Linked DNA regions of Bicyclus anynana: region 1 is linked to region 2. Evidence: chromatin contacts called from public Hi-C data. All regions are on one chromosome and are shown on one strand. Each heading gives the region's core, a stretch centred on a gene start, on an enhancer-like site or on the middle of the called end of the contact. The rest is flanking DNA. Distances are from core to core; before and after follow the strand shown. Region 1 overlaps LOC112056258 (tetratricopeptide repeat protein 39B). Region 2 holds the start of LOC128199763.

Evidence for each region. Hi-C and Micro-C count contacts between places; a contact is called where the count stands out from the background.
Region 1: a contact with region 2 is called in a Hi-C map of whole body, with 5 times the contacts expected there. The contact joins the enhancer-like site here to the promoter of LOC128199763 in region 2. A contact is called at or near these places in 2 of 2 Hi-C or Micro-C datasets (whole body and whole larva).

What each region holds. Positions count from the first base shown.
Region 1 is chrZ:13,163,319-13,167,596 of ilBicAnyn1.1, forward strand. It overlaps LOC112056258 (tetratricopeptide repeat protein 39B), which reads right to left. Exons shown (of 14, transcript XM_024096653.2): 14 at 3,017-4,278. Among protein-coding and RNA genes, the nearest start is that of LOC112056485, 35 kb to the left of the region's middle. Within about 2 kb of position 1,878, at least 6 of the 8 cell types and tissues checked have open chromatin away from gene starts, as enhancers often do.
Region 2 is chrZ:13,014,892-13,018,722 of ilBicAnyn1.1, forward strand. It overlaps LOC128199763, which reads left to right and starts at 2,362. Exons shown (of 2, transcript XM_052890920.1): 1 at 2,362-2,566. The coding sequence starts at 2,392. It overlaps LOC128199762, which reads right to left. Exons shown (of 2, transcript XM_052890919.1): 2 at 2,570-3,599. The coding sequence ends at 2,681.

The sequences.
Region 1 (4,278 bases), core at 628-3,127, 150 kb after region 2:
TTTCATAGACAATCTAGCGTTACGAAATGTCAAATTGCCGTAATCGTAGTTAAGCTGTGCAAATTAATCTTGTTGTGATTTTGTTTTTCAGAAAATAAATGTGAATAAATCGTAAATTCGGTGTAGTTTTTGGTGTAATTCGTACTGTACGCGTATAATAAAGGATTTAGACACTTTGTTCTTTAGAAATTACGTATAACGTAAGTGAAATATGTGATTTTAGTGACAAGACGGGTTTGTTTTGGTGATAAGACTTCTAAGAAAATTTTTGGTATACAATAATTGGTCTGAGACAAGTGGATACCAAGCGACGCGACGGTGCGGGTCGGGTCCCGGATGGCTCTAATGAGCTACGACCTTTAGTATCTAATAAAAATGAAGAATGAAAGAGGGCAGTCATAATGAATGCATTTTATTAATTCTTTTTTTATTGAAGTCTTATTAATTAATACCTACGATATTTTATACTAGAGACATGGAACTAGCACATAAAACTGAGGCGGACAAATGTGCATTTAGTCGCTTAATAAACAAAGAAAGTTATAAAAAAAGTTATTTAAAAATAAATATATTATACTAGCTGACGCCGCGCGTTTTCACCCGCGTGGTGCCCGATCCCGTAGAAATACAGGGATAATATATAGCCTATAGCCTTCCTCGACAAATGGGCTATCTATCGCTGAAAGAATTTTTCAAATCGGACCTGTAGTTCCAGAGATTAGCGCGTTCAATCAAACAAACAAACAAACTCTTCAGCTTTATAATATTAGCATAGATAAGCACAACATTGTACATATATGCGATCAGTTGGATTGCCTAGCTAAAAATCGGATCGCGGTGATTTTGGAACTTAACATATCTATGATATAGGTAAAATACAGTTGACTTAATAGGTACTCACTCATCTGTATCTTACTAATCTGATGTCTTTATGTACCTACTAATATTAGGTAAGTAAAGTGTGTAAGTTTGTAAATGGCTTTGTAAGGTGTAATCTCTGGAACTACTTTTCCAATCACTTTTTCAAACACTGTAATCTTTGGAACTACTGATCCGATTTTAAAAATCCTTTCGCCAGTAGGAATATTTTAATTTTTTTTATTTTTTATTCTACATTAACGGGGAGTCAAAAACACAAGATCCTGGTTTTAACTTGTATTCCGGCCTCTAAGACTGGGAGCGCCATCTATTACTGTACTAGTTAATTAAATACGTTGTACAGTTGTTAGCGCCTAAAAAATTTAAATTATTAATTAATAAATCAATCAGTAATGACAAAAAGAATATCATTGGAATTATTAATGGTGATTCAATAGAAAATTCAACACATTAGTACAACTGCCAAATGGTGACCCTAGCAGACTTTGAGCGCCATCTAATTACTGTATCACTATAATACTTATCTAAGACGACTTAAGGAACCTTTAACGTCTCAAAAGTTTTAAACGTACTTACTACTTTACACTATTTTACATAGATTGCGCTAATTAAATAGCAGTAATTACAAACACCATTCTCTTAAGTTTTACTTTTTATAATACTAAAACATAATCAAGCTTTTTGACAATGTTTATTTGTCTGTCCATCTGTCTGTCCGGGCTTATCTCTGTAACGCCTAAACCGATTTTGTTTGTGGAAAAGGAAATTACACTCGGGTGATGTCGTGAGCGTCTTCTAGTATGTATAATTAAAGACGTGGGTGCCGGTAATTATTCAAAATATTCGCCTCCAAGCCAAGCCTAGGATCTTGGTGGTACAACCTAATAATTTTTCAAATTGATGAAATAATAAGACGACAGTGGTTTTCTAGTTATTGTGGGGTGGAGCGTCATCTATGAATGTAATAATTAATTAAGTAGGTACCTAATACATTCGACAGAATATCAAGTTAACGTATTATAGATGGCGGTAGTAGTTTACGCGTACTAGTTTACATTGCTTTACATAGATGGCGCTGATTACAAACAACATTTTGTCGGATTTCAAAATAACTATGATATTTTATTTCATTAATTTGTCTATTTATCTGCCTGTCCAATCTTTGAAACGGCCGAACCGATTTTAACGGGACTTTGGTTTGAAAAAAAGTGAATTTCATGCGAATGAAGTCGTGGTCGTTTGTGGGCAATGTTCATACTAGTATAAACGTCTTTACATAGATGGCGCTAATTAAAAATAATAAAGTTACTAAAACAAAATCAAGCTTTTTACCTAATTGCAAGACTGCAAGAGGGGTTATGTTTTTATAAATCTTGCCTAAGCTTTAGCCAGCCCTGTGACTTGAAGCGCTATCGAAATCGATTCTCTATTAAGTAGCGTATTATCTAATTAGTAGTGTAGATTGCGCTAATTAAATACTAGTTACGAGAGCCGTGCTCGCCTAGTGGATTATGATCTCTGCCTCATAATACAGAAAAACACTATATAATGACATCTAAACGTGGCTTCTGGTGTTTTTCTGTATTCTGAGACCTCCTTCTGTAATCCGGGGGCCCCGAATCATTGATCCGCATAGTACTTAATCCCGTGGGAATACGGGGATAAAATAAAGCCTGTGTTACTCGCTAATGATGTAGTTTTCTGTTAGTCAAAAAAATCAAATCAGTCATGTAGTTTCGAATTTATTTGAAACAGAAAACTTTCTATTGTAATGTCCTGCTTGAACGATTCTTATGAAATTTTTATGTTCATTCAGTAAGTCTGAGAATCGGCTATTATCTATTTTTCACTTTGTTTGCAAATTTGAACTTTAATACTATACTATTAAGTGTTAGTGGAAAAGTTCCGGAAAGACAAAACAATAATTGACGTTAGTTAGGGGTAGGGTAGAGGTTGGGTAGTGGTAAGGTTGGTGTAGGGCATGGGTATGGTGGGAGTATTTTAGGGTAGGGTAGGGTTGGTATAGGGTGGGGAGTAGAATAGAATAGGGGTAGGGAATGAGTCAAAGCGAAGCTTGACCGGCTCCGCTAATTTAAATATATTTATGATGAATTGTGGAAGCAAAATATAAGACAACTACGAGTTCAATACATTTATTATATCTAATTAATAATACTTCTTCGACAATAAATATGTAAGTATAATGTACTCATTGCAGGATGGTACGGACAGCTTCCTAGCCCCTTATTCACAGATGCACCAGACTGCTAAATTAGTTTCTAGCGGAAAAAAGACGTTTTTGCGGAAAAATTCTGTTTCTGTGGAAAAGTTGGCGTATGAATGCTATGCTTCGCGGTGAGGCATCTAACTATAGCCTGGGAAATTCGTTCGTAACAATCCCGATGGTACGCGCGGGCCAGGAGGGGGGTAGCGATGCCCCAGTCCTTCCCTCTGCCCCGCGCGCCCTACTTCACAGCCGCGCAGTCCTTTCCTCCCGTCGCCCGTAAAGGGCCCCCTGTAGTCTGGGGGCCCCGTATCATTGATACGGCTGATACGACGATAGCTACGCCCCTGGCCTCAGACTAATTAGATAAAGACCTGTCTCGCAAGACATTATTTTTCTGTCAAAGTATATGATCTTATGCGATTATAAACACTGTCTCTATAGAATCGATGTTTCATAGTTTACAATCGTGTCCGTCGGTTAAAAACCTCCGTAAAAATACCTTTTTGTGTAGTTAAATGGTGTAAAAAACTAACAAAAACTGCTAGTTTAGTATAAGATATGTATGAAATCTAAGCTCGTTTTTCTTAGAAAATGGCAGAAAATTTTGTTCGTGAATTTGGGTGCGATACTAGTCCTTATGTATTTAGTCTGAGCCCCTGGCCAATGTGTTCTGGTAAGGATTCGAGGGTGCGCTCAGCTTGAGGGCCCCGGGCACTGCACCACCTTGCCCCTGGGTACCTACGTCATTGTTCGTCATACATTTTATGAGAAAATGGAGAATGTTCACTATTTTCAAATGTTAGCTTTCTATATTCTCCGTTGTAAATTAAAAAATCTTGTGAAAGAATTATTTCGATACGTTAATTAGTTCTCAAGATATGGAATTTTAAAGTGTGCGCGGCGACAGCCCGCGTTTAAAGTGCGTGACGTCATCGTACAACACTTGCACAGCCCGTTCAGGCAAATTCGTACTTCTGCCTTAGCTACTGACGAACTAATGGCTAGCCATTAGTCAAAGATTCAATGGGTTCGATTCCCACAACTGGAAAATATTTGTGTGATGAGCATGGGTGTTTTCCAGTGTCTGTGTGTATTTATACATTATATAAGTATTTATATGTAGTATATAATTGTATATTAATATTATAATATCAACTATCTAAGCACCCATA
Region 2 (3,831 bases), core at 1,112-3,611:
TGAATTTTGGAAATTTGAATGAGCCTTACGATTTTTTTTAAACCTTAGGTGAAAAAAGGCCATAGATTCATTCATTCATCATTAGTCTCAAGGCCGAGGTCCGTACCCCCGCCCCGATCACACGGGCCGGAGAAGACCCACATATCACGTAATGGAGGATTCAAAAAACAATATGCGAGTAGATGGCGCTGTTTTAATGCCATGGTAATTAGCCATTTTCCTGAAATAAAAAAACAAAAAAAATCCGCTAGTGGCAGCACCGGTGGGTTCACCACAAAACAAAGCGTTTATGCGTGAAACATACAGTACTGAGAACAGAATATAGGTCTTCAAGCAGGTAGGCGCCTATAGCGGGAAGCCTGCGCGCGGCGTCGCTTGTGTATAAGTACTTCACAATCTTCGCGTCTTCGCCTAACGTCTGTTGTGTTTTTCATGCCTAATGCTACCCTTAATTCCAATTAATTTTATGAAAAATTATTAAAACATGGTTGTGTTAAAAAAATTTAGTTAAAAAGAGCCATCTGTAGTAAAAACATGTGTTAAAAAAATTTTGTCGAAAAGCGCCATCTGTAGTAACACTTATAAACTACGACACAAAACTTGTAAGCCCAGCGCTGAGGCCTTGGTTTTTAACGGCATAATTACGAACTAGCAGGAGCTTATGAAGTAAAGCAAGTCTAACCTGAGAGATGGCGCTACTATTTTTCAAATTTAAATTTTTTTTTTTAATTTTTTTTTTATATCATTTTATTTTTATATACTCAGTCGTGTGGTTATAAACAAACTTACTTACTTTGAGTGTGCTATACTAGCATTTTGTTTGCATTCTTCGATTCTTAAATAGTAGTCAATTCCCGGTAGGTAGGTCAGCATCTTCCGTTAATTTTATTGAAATTCTATACGTTTGGTTTTTTTGGCAGTCATCTGCTCTGGTACAATTCTAAAGAAAAGCGTTAAGCACATGCTCAGTGGTTGTTCAAAATCGAGGATAAAATACAGCCTATGACAGTCAGAAATAACGCGGCTTTCTATAGGTAAAAGAATTTTCAAAATCGTTACTGTAGATCCAAGGATATCCCCTTACAACTTCACAAAATTTTACTTTTCTCTGTGTACCTACCTGTATAATATTTCTTTTCCAGCTATAAAGAAACCTATGTCGTTAGCTAAAAAGGCACCAAAAGCTAATAGCATACCATCAACGCAAGAAAGGCATCCTGAGTTGGCGCAAGTTGCTGCAGAGCTAGCCAAAGAACTGGGACCAAGACCTGGTTTTAAAAATCGATTCCCAATACTGTGGCGTGTTTCTACTAAAGTATACCTTGGTGACAGTACCCGGTACCCGGTTCCATTACCCGAAAACCACGCATTTTGCTACACTAACCCACACAACGCATTATGCCGAACTTATATTTAATGTGAAACTAATAAACAATTATGTACTTAATATATTTTAAGTGATTTTAATTTTGTATGCGACTATCCTAAAATAACCGACTGTGGTTCTTACTACACCGGTAAAACTGGTGAAAGACTATTGGCTGTACAATTTATATTAAGCTTTTTACATTACTTATCACTATATACAGAGCCTCCGTGGCGCAGTGGTATGCGCGGTGGATTGACAAAACGGAGGTCCTGGGTTCGATCCTCCGAAGTGCATCAACTGATACGCATCGTACGGATCAACCGAATCTACCGTAAAATTTAGGGTGAGGCCAAACGAGCGTAATTTCTGCTGCATTTGGGTTCATACAAAACTCCAGTTCCTGCGACATGGCGTCACAACAAATGTTGTGTTCAGACTTGCACACGAATTTCTGCGACCGAATTTACACGGCTGACAACTCACTAAATTACGCTCATTTGGCTTCACCCTTGCTAGAAATTGTCGATCAAGTATACCCACGGCTATAACTGATCGTGTGTTGATCGCTGCGTGCATGACGGCTCGACTTGACGCATACATGAAGTTCTTCCCTGAGGGCAGCGCTGCAGAAACGTGGGTATACTTGATCGTCAATGGCTATCATTATGCGTAGATTATCATGAAAAGGACTAGCGGTCCTTTTGAAAGAAAGAAGTCTCGCGTCCTTTCTACCCAATTGTCCGGCTATTAGGGCGATCTACATGCCGTCAGTTTGGATTAAGGGCGCTTTTAGTGTCACGCGGATTTGCTCACGCACGCGGGATTGGCCCGCATGCGTAGCATCCGCAAAGAACAATTTCATATAGGTATCTATTGTAAAGCGTGATAAACGCACGCGGGACGCGGGGCGCTGTGCGGGGCGTCACCCCGGTGCGGGGTATCCGCATGCGTAAGCGCTGCCTACAACTTCAGTGCCCATTTTAGAGTCGAGCGGGGCGCACGCGCCGTATTGTACTACCGAAATGAAAATTGATACAGAACGAGTAATCATTGAAGTTCATCTGCGGCCCGTTTTGTGGGATAAACGCAATGAATTATACAAAAACAGGGACGCGAGGGAGGCTGCATGGAGAGATATTTTGAAGGAATTGGCACCTAACTACGAAAATTTGAGCGAAGAGGAAAGAAAAGTGGCGGGTATGTGTTTGGTTCATTATTTTATTTATACAAGCATCATTACTTTATTAATATAAGCATAATTATTTAATTCACAAATAACATCAAAAACCTTCTAAAACCTTTTGAGTTTAGTTAATTAATTATATATCGGTGTTGCCAGGAGACTTTTCCTTCATTGATAAAGTAATCTGCAAATATATCTCTGATATTACTTGCCGACGTATTACTACTTTCAGTCTGCTGCCTGGGTAGTGGTCCCGTAAAACCATTTGTGACAAATGTATGGCTGACCATGTAGCCATCCCGTTTCCTTATGAAATTGTGAAGTAGACATGCCGTCTTGACTATTGATTGTGCTAGATCTAACTTGACAGTCATGGATCTGTGAAATATTCTAAATTTATTTGACATAATTCCAAAAGTGCATTCTATGTACCTTCTAGCTCTGGACAGACGGTAATTAAATATTTTCTTTTTGTAAGGTAAATTATCACGAGCATAAGGCCGCATCATATGTGATGATAAACCAAATGCCTCATCTCCCACTATCACGAACGGCAACTTTGCTCTTACACTAGATGGATAAGCTACTTCGGGGCAAATAATAGGCAACTCTTGCGGGTCAGGGATACCCAACGTGTTACTTTCCAGTTTCGTATACAATTGACTCCTTCTAAAGATGGTTGAATCGGCGTTGCTTCCACTGGTACCGACATTAATATATGTAAAATTATAATCAGCATCACACATTGCGAGGAGCACTACAGAATAATATTTCTTATAATTAAAATATAGTGATCCACTGTGCGGCGGCCGAATCACTCTTATATGTTTTCCATCAATAGCACCCAAGCAATTAGGAAAATTTGTATATGTGAGAAATCCCTCTGCGATTTCTTTCCATTTGATCCCATTAAGCTGTGGAATACATTCAGACTTTAGTTCAATCCATATTATGTAACAAACTTGTCTTACTATTTCGCTAATTGTTGCAATTCCAATCATATAGGAATAGTGTAGATCAGTGAATGTATTACCAGTTGCCAAATATCTGAAAACAAAAACAATATATTAATAATATGATAACATAATATATTAATAATGCTGACATCAGACATAAGACAGCATGCACCGCTCGAATTTTACTTCAGAAGAAAAATAAATACCCGTGAAAGGGCACGGAAGTAGCTAGCGCTAGAAGTTTTTAATTCGTTTTAACTACAGTACTATAGCTACGTTAGATTTCTATGATTTGCCGAAAATGTTATCATATCCAACTAATA